2 separate regions of the Sus scrofa genome follow, and region 2 is linked to region 1. The links are chromatin contacts, called in public promoter capture Hi-C maps. All regions are on one chromosome and are shown on one strand. Each heading gives the region's core, a stretch centred on a gene start, on an enhancer-like site or on the middle of the called end of the contact. The rest is flanking DNA. Distances are from core to core; before and after follow the strand shown.

Evidence for each region. Promoter capture Hi-C pulls out the DNA fragments that hold promoters and counts their contacts.
Region 2: a promoter capture Hi-C map of fetal liver shows a contact between it and region 1, with 2.9 times the contacts expected there. The contact joins the promoter of LOC102160250 here to the promoter of SYNJ1 in region 1. A contact is called at or near these places in 2 of 5 promoter capture datasets (fetal liver and liver), 5 of 47 Hi-C or Micro-C datasets (alveolar macrophages, embryonic fibroblasts, liver and 1 more) and 2 of 2 datasets of contacts at active chromatin or transcription factors (alveolar macrophages and skeletal muscle).

Annotation. Positions count from the first base shown.
Region 1 is chr13:196,328,687-196,332,435 of Sscrofa11.1, forward strand. It overlaps SYNJ1 (synaptojanin-1), which reads right to left and starts at 1,826. Exons shown (of 32, transcript XM_013982569.2): 1 at 1,685-1,826; 2 at 510-655. The coding sequence starts at 1,779.
Region 2 is chr13:196,225,039-196,228,787 of Sscrofa11.1, forward strand. It overlaps LOC102160250 (40S ribosomal protein S24-like), which reads right to left and starts at 1,887. Exons shown (of 1, transcript XM_005670326.1): 1 at 1,573-1,887. The coding sequence starts at 1,887. The coding sequence ends at 1,573. It overlaps C13H21orf59 (UPF0769 protein C21orf59 homolog), which reads right to left and starts at 357. Exons shown (of 7, transcript XM_003132752.4): 1 at 1-357.

The sequences.
Region 1 (3,749 bases), core at 576-3,075:
CATGAGCTGTGGTGTAGGTAGCAGATGTGGTTCGGATCCTGCGTTGCTGTGGTGTAGGCTGGCAGCTGTAGCTCTGATTAGACCCCTAGCTTGGGAACCTCCATATGCCGGAGGTTCGTCCATAAAAAGCAAAAAAAAAAAAAAAAAAAAAAAAAGAAATTCATCACAGCAAAAATGTCAAGCAAGCCATTTTATGGGTTGATGTGTTGTGCTACAAATTGCAACCATATTTTTTTTCTTTTTTAGAAAGATTTACTTTTAGGAGCAGCAGAGGAACCCAAGAAAGCAAAAATGTGTACCAAAACCTGCATCTCCCCCCACCTCCAAAAAAAACCTGCAGCAGGGGAAGAAAAGAAAATAAGATCTGGTTAAAAGGAAATAAAAGCATGACCTGCTAGGTGAAAAACAATGAGAAGGTTATCAGAGTCTTCCTTAAAAAAATGGGTTGAATCTGAATTATTTCAAATCAAAACAGACCATCATCAGCTGGGCTGTACGAGATGACTTACAGAGCACGGCTACAGCCCCAGACTCGAACATGAGACATTCTTCCTTATGCCTAGTTTCCACTATGAGGCTGAAAGGTGGGGGATCCAATTTGTGATAGATCCGAAATCCTTTGCTGAACGCCATTCTCCTTTCTTCAGAGGCAGCCCTGTGAAAACCAAGCAAAAGCAAAGCAAATGAAGCTAATGTTTCTTTCTGCAGCAAGGACTGCAAGGCATCCAGAAGTCCCTCCCTGCCAGGTTTTGATGGGGGGTGGGGTGGAAAAAAAAGGGAGCTCGGGGAGAGAATGGTTTATTCCAAAAGATAAGTCGTCACTTAATTTTACAGAAAAGCAAGACGAAACGGCACCAATTCTCAGCGCAAGGCAAGTCGGGGTTTTATCACTCCAAGCCCATGAACGGCTTGGTTAAGAGGAGTTTCCCCTTTAGTTTATGTTTACCAAAAGGAAAAAAATTGAGCGTATTTCGCTCGGAATTGTTTATCAGCTTCCTGCTTCAGGATTTGTCACTACGTTAAAAGGGAAACGGTTCGGAAACTTCAGGCCGAAAGGGGGAAAACGAGACGTAGGTGGGAAGGTTACCAAGGCGGATTCAAAGCTCCTTAGGGGGCGAGAAATGGGAAAGGATTACCCGACTGAACAAGCTCTCCCGGGGGCGGCGGTGAAGGGCAAGGAAAGCGACACAGGTTACCGCCGCCTCCCGCCCAGCCCCAGGGCACCGCGGGCTGACCGGTCCGCAGGCGGCAGCCGGTAAATATGAATGGCCACCCGGGAAGAGTCACGACTCGGGACACGGACCCGACCGGGGCTCCTCGGGGGTCCCGGGCAATCGACCGTCAGGAAAGCGGCTCCTTCCCAGGGGGACGGAAACGACGAGCAGTCCGTTCCCTCCATTATACGCCAGAAAAGATGACCCGGCGCCCATACTAATCGGTGCCTTTCCTGCGGGCAGGCTGACAGCCGCTGTCACCTCAGCCCCCCGCCCGACGCGGCGCCCTCACAACCAGTGGGCTCCCAACCACCCTGCCAGCCCTCCCATACCCGGCAGCCGGCGGTCGCCTCTCACCGCTCCCGCCCAGGCTGCGGAGGCGGAGATTGCTCCAGGAAGCGCCGGCCCGCGAGCCCCGCAGCCGGTGGGTCCGGCCGCAGCCGCTCCCCGCCCTCCGCCAGCCGGCTCACCTCTTCCTCCGGCTCCTCCTCCTCCGTCTTCCGCAGCCGCAGCCACAGTCGCCGGAAGCGTCACTTCCGTTCCAGCAGGTCCATCTCTTCCGCATTGCGCCGGGGCCCGGGGCGGAAGGCCCGCCCCTCGCAGGAAAGGGGCGGGGGCGTCCGGGGGCCACGCCCACTCGGGGGCCGCCCGGCGGGCCAGGTAGTGGTGGGTGGCCACCGCCTCCAAGGGCACCAACCTTCGCCGCGGGCGGCGTGTACCCCAGGCTGCGGCTGCAGGTCCCACCGCTGGTGATGCGACGGGGAGAGGGAAGATGCGTCCTTCTTGACCCCCTTGCGTGGGCTTTTCAGAGCTTACCAGCCCTCCCTGTAGGCTCCAAGGAGGGACTCTGGGGAAAAGCTTTGGGAGCTGGATATTGATACGTGCCCAAGATGGGTGTCCCGACCACCCCCTGCGGCCCCCATCGGCGTAGACTCGGGGGAGGCCTCGGGACAGTCAGCGCAGCAGGCTAAGAGGGCAAAGCCTGAAGAGCTGTCCATGGTGTCTCCCTGCGAACAGCGCCGGGTTCTTATTCTGAGCGTCTCGGTAGGAAGCAGGAAGAAAAACTAATTCCGTTTTGGAACAACCTTGCTCGTTGCCTTTTCATTTGCTGTGTTCTGGAGCTCTCAAGAGTACTATAAAAAAGAGTCCTCAACTGTATGTACAGTGGAGAGAATAGGAAATCGCTAGCTAGGATCTCAATACTCAAACATGGCTGGCTGGACTGAGGCCAAGGCAGCTATGGTTGTCACTGAATAGCGAATATTTTGCTAACAGTGTAATTTCATAACTAAAGAATCTTCCCCTTTCCTCCTATCTTCATTTTTCAACAAATCATGCATCGTGGCTTATATCGTTTTTTTCTACGGACTTCTTATTCCGTTTCCACTTAATAAATCTAAAAATGATCAAAACCAACAGGGCAAAAAGGAATTGAAAAACCCGAAGAACTCAGCCCCCTGGGAAACTGTTTCCACTTGCCTTTGCTTTTTCTTTATGTCTTCCCCTTCTTGCTTTACCAACAGCAAAAGCAGAATTTAAATTTAGTATATTGCACAAGATCATTTCCCCCTCTGGGCCCTGTCACATGGCTTCACATTTCACTTTAGAGAAGCTAGAACCCACTCTGGTTTCGGGATACTAAAGTAGCTGTCATTCATTAAAAATGAAGCCACGACTTTTCTAGAAGGTGATGGCAGACACTTAGCTTTAGTTCTGAGAAGTGGAGAGGATTTCTCTTATTCAGTACTACTCCTTAGAAAAACTGTTTTGCTCAACTGGTGGTTACTGACAGCAGCCTCGGAATTAATGAAGTTACTCTACTGGTCTATGGTTACTTCTGCCCCTCACGTGCCCCCTTCAGAAGAATCCATTCCAATTGAAGATGACATTGGACAGAGAAAACAAAATGGGAGTGGGCGAGAATGGAATTTTTCTTATTGCCTTTTCAGGTATAATACTTCCACAAGGAATGCCAGACAGGTAAGCACCAAAACAACAACAACAACAACAAAAACATAGGGAAGGTTATAGCTTCAGGACATACGTTGGTGTTATCGAGTACATTGCCTGGAAGTTGCTTTTTATGACAACTGAGACCCAGAAAAGTTAACTTGTTAAAAATTATTCAGTTTCAAGTGGAGTTGGGACTGCAAACCCAACTTGCCCACACCGCATCTTCCAGTGCACCTGTGTCTGTGTGTGCGTACAGCAGGAACCCCTCCTTTCTCAAGGTGCAAAATAGTGTTGCTATGCCCTTTTAGAAGCAAATGTTCTGCCTATTCCTGGTGTCTTTTGATTTTAAACTAAGGAAATTTAGGTCAGCATTTCTTGGTTCTAGGTCTGAATTGCTGCTCCTTCCTTCCAGTTAAGCTGGAGAGTAAGTCAGACTCTTATTCCTAGAGCTGTCAATAGAAGGTCACGGATTTCCCAAGTCCTTTCAAAATGGATCATTTTAGTCATGAAATAAACACCTTCCCACGGTTTAAGGGCCATTTTATGAGTGACTTCTAAAAAATGTTATTTCTTCTTGTTCTT
Region 2 (3,749 bases), core at 637-3,136, 100 kb before region 1:
CTGGGGAAGCTACGGTGCGCGGAGATCTAGTTCTCCACTACAGGAAGCAGGTGCTGCTGAGCAACCCTCTACACAGTCCTGGAGGACCGCGGGTGCCTGAGCCTACCCGCCGAGCCGGATTCGCCCAGCACAGTTGCCGGAAGTGGTTGTTGTCGGGGCAACCAGCAAACAGACCAAGCAGCAGGAGGGGAGCGCGGACCTCCCAGTCCGCTGGCTTGGGGCCCGACACTCCACTCAAGGAGATGGGTGGAAGGGAAATTTCTAGGCCGGGAGTGGGTGGGGTGGTGGGCACCCGCAGGCGCCGAGCCCCTCAACAGCCTCCACAGGGCACCTGCGAGTCGCAGGAGCATTTCCGCCGGCTCCAATCCTCACTTCCGGAAACGCCTCCTGCCGCTTCCGGTCTGCGCCGTTTTGGAGAGGCTGTCCTGGCTCGCTCATGGTGCCTGTTTCCTCTGCTCGGGTTTTCAGCACGGAGGCGTTTGGGAAAGTGTCCATATTCCTTTGTTCAGGCTGATTCGGATATATCTAGAGTGACTCGAGCAGCTGCTAGTGCAGCGACCTCTTCCCACCCCGCCAACCATCCAGCCGACCACCAACCAACAAATTCCTATTGAAGAGCAATAGGGCTTGTGCTGTTTCTTCCAAGAGCCGGTGACATGGCTGCAGGTCCACAGCTTTCCTGGAGCTTATGTTCAGTGTAGGTGACAAAGAGAAAACAAAAGTAAACAGACAAGGCAAATTCAAATAGAGGTATGAAGAAAACACGACAGGGCGACTGGCTTTTTAAATTGGTTGGTCAAAGAATGCCTAAATAAATGTGGATGACATTTGCACTGAGCCCTTAATAACATGGCGCCAACAAAACTAAGATACTGCGCAGCTCCTACCCCTAGTTATTTCCTTTGAAGCCCATTGCTAAATGCGAATTGATTTGAATATGGCAAGCACCTGCTACTTGGTATACCTGAAACCTTGGCTTCCTCCATTGAAAGTGTATCCCTAGAGTTCAGGGCCGAGTGGAGGAATTTTGTGACTGTAGGCCTGGAAATGCCCAAAGCCAATCCAGGGCCTCATATGAATACCATTAGGCTGGTAATGGCCAGAAGGGGTATGGCATCCAGGGAGGGATGTGTTTTCACCTCTAGTACTGTTGAGGCAGGGATCATGGAGACCCTGCAACATGCAGCACTGATCAGATTGGCACATGTCTCTCTTAGCTCCTGACCACTGGCTATTAGATTATCCCCATTTCTTCTGAATCCAGTTCTTTATCCATCATGCCTGCTTCAAATCTGGTTTACAGGTGCCTTCTGGGTAGTGTGACTGTTTATCCACAAACGTGTATTACAAGGTCTCGGGGTATAATTTTTAATAATATAAAATGAAAAGTATAGAAAAGCCATGTTTGTATTGGCGATCCAGTTTTGTTTAAATATGTAGTTTACGAACAGCATCTCTGGTGGGAAATCTGCCAAAGTGCCCCAGATGAGGCGGTTAACCATCTTTAATTTTTGTCAGCACCGATATTTGCCCTTGAGTTCCTCTTAACATTATTCTTTGGTTGTGTTCTTGTCAGTGTTCTCGTAAGGTCTTTTTCTTCTCATACGGGTCATATCTTGCAAGTTTGGTGTGCAGCTTTTTCTCGGTGTGGTTTACATGATTATAGATTATGAAAAACCCTGTTGTCTTGTCACCACCCAAATGGGTTCTGAATTTGAAGCCAAAGCTGACAAATGTGGGGTCTTGAGTACTTTGCTTATTGTCTGTAAATATTATAGGTACTGTTGCCTTTCTAGGATAAAGGGCATCCCATGACCATTTGTATCCGTTGAAGCAAACCACTGCGATGAACACTCTGGTCCAGATAATTAATGGGCCATTTGCCATGGCTGCTGGATATCAGGTAGCCAGGGAGGAAAAGAGCAAATTTTTACTCTATTGAAAAAAAATTTTTTAAATAACGTTAACATGGGTATGTAGCCCTGAAGAATAGAGAATATCATTTTGCTTTTTTTTAGGGGAGGTGGGGAGGGCACTTTTCCTTCGGCATATGGAGCTTCCCAGGCTAGGGGTCAAATTGGCGCTACAGCTGCTGGCTGATACCACAGTCACAGTACCACCAGATCTGAGCCTTGTCTTCCACCTACACCGCAGCTCATAGCAACAGTGGATCCTTAACCCACTGAGTGAGGTCAGGGATCAAACCCTCGTCCTTATGGATACTAGTTAGATTTGTCACTGCTGAGCCACAACAGGAACTCCTACATGTTTTAAATTTTATATAACTGCTGTCACACTGTATTGTTTTGTAACTTGCTTTATGGCTCCACAATGAGATTCACTAATATGTCATTCACTTTTTCAGTGCTGTATACTATTCTACCGTATAGTCATGTCACTCCATTCCCCCCTTGATGGTTAGTTTATTTCTAGTTTTCACTGTTACAAACAATGCATGTCTTGGTTCATGTGTCCTAGAATTCTCTCCAAATCAAAAAAAATTTTCTTTTCCTGATTTTTAGGGATGCATGTGTAGCATATGGAAGTTCCCGGACTAGGGGTTGAAATGGAGCTGCTGGCCTACACCACAGCTCACGCAATGCCAGATCCTTTAACCCACTGAATGGGGCCAGGGATCGAACCTGCATCCTCATGGATACCAGTTGGGCTCGTTACTGCTGAGCCACAACAGGAACTTCCAAATCAAATTTCTTCTGATAGAATATATGAACTTTTACTGGACATTGTTAAATTGCTCTTTAGAACTGATGTGCTAATTTGCCCTCTTACCAACAGTGCATGAATTTCCATTTTTCCACATGCTTGCTAATCTTGATGTTGTCAGACCTATTTTTCTAACAGTAATAAATTGATGTTTTGATTTATGCATCATTGTTTTGTGAGTTTGGTTTTCCTGTGTTAATCACTTATGCTGTAGTCTGTGGACATGCAGGGCTCAGGCTCTGGATACAGATCATGTGGAGAGGCTGACAGGGAGAAATAATTGCAAACCACATATCCAACAAAGGTGAAGTATCTAGAATATTATATAAAGAACCCTCAAAAACACATCAGTTAAAAAAAAAGACAATATTTAGAAAATGGGCAAAGGACACAAATATATATTTCAGTAACGAAGACATTAGATGACAAATCAGCACATTAAAATATGTTCACCATCACTAGGAAGCACAAATTAAAGTCACAATGAAATATTCACTACTAAACTGGCTAAAATATAGTGACAAGAGGAATTCCCTGGTGGCTCAGTGAGTTAAGGATCTGGCATTGTCACTGCTGTGGCATGGGTTCAATTCTTGGCCTCAGGACTTCTGCATCTGTGGGCACAGCCAAAAAAATAATTTTTTTTTTTTTTTAAAGTAACAACAGCAAATGCAGGCAAGGATGCAGAGGAACTGGATCACTCATAAATTGCTGATGGGAATGTAAAACTGTCATTCTAAAATAGAGTTTGGCAGTTTAAAAAAAAATATCCAAGCATGCAACTACCCTGTGACCCACTTGTCCTCCTGGGCATTTATCCCCAAGAAACGAGAATTTCTGTTCACATAGAAACCTGAGATGAGGGAGTTCCCACAGTGGCTCAGTGGAAATGAATCCAACTAGTAGCCATGAGGTTGTGGGTTTGATCTCTGGTGTGGCCGTGAGCTGTGGTGATGTAGGTCGAAGATGCAGTTTGGATCCTGCTTTGCTGTGGCTGTGGTGTAGGCCGGCAGCTACAGCTCTGA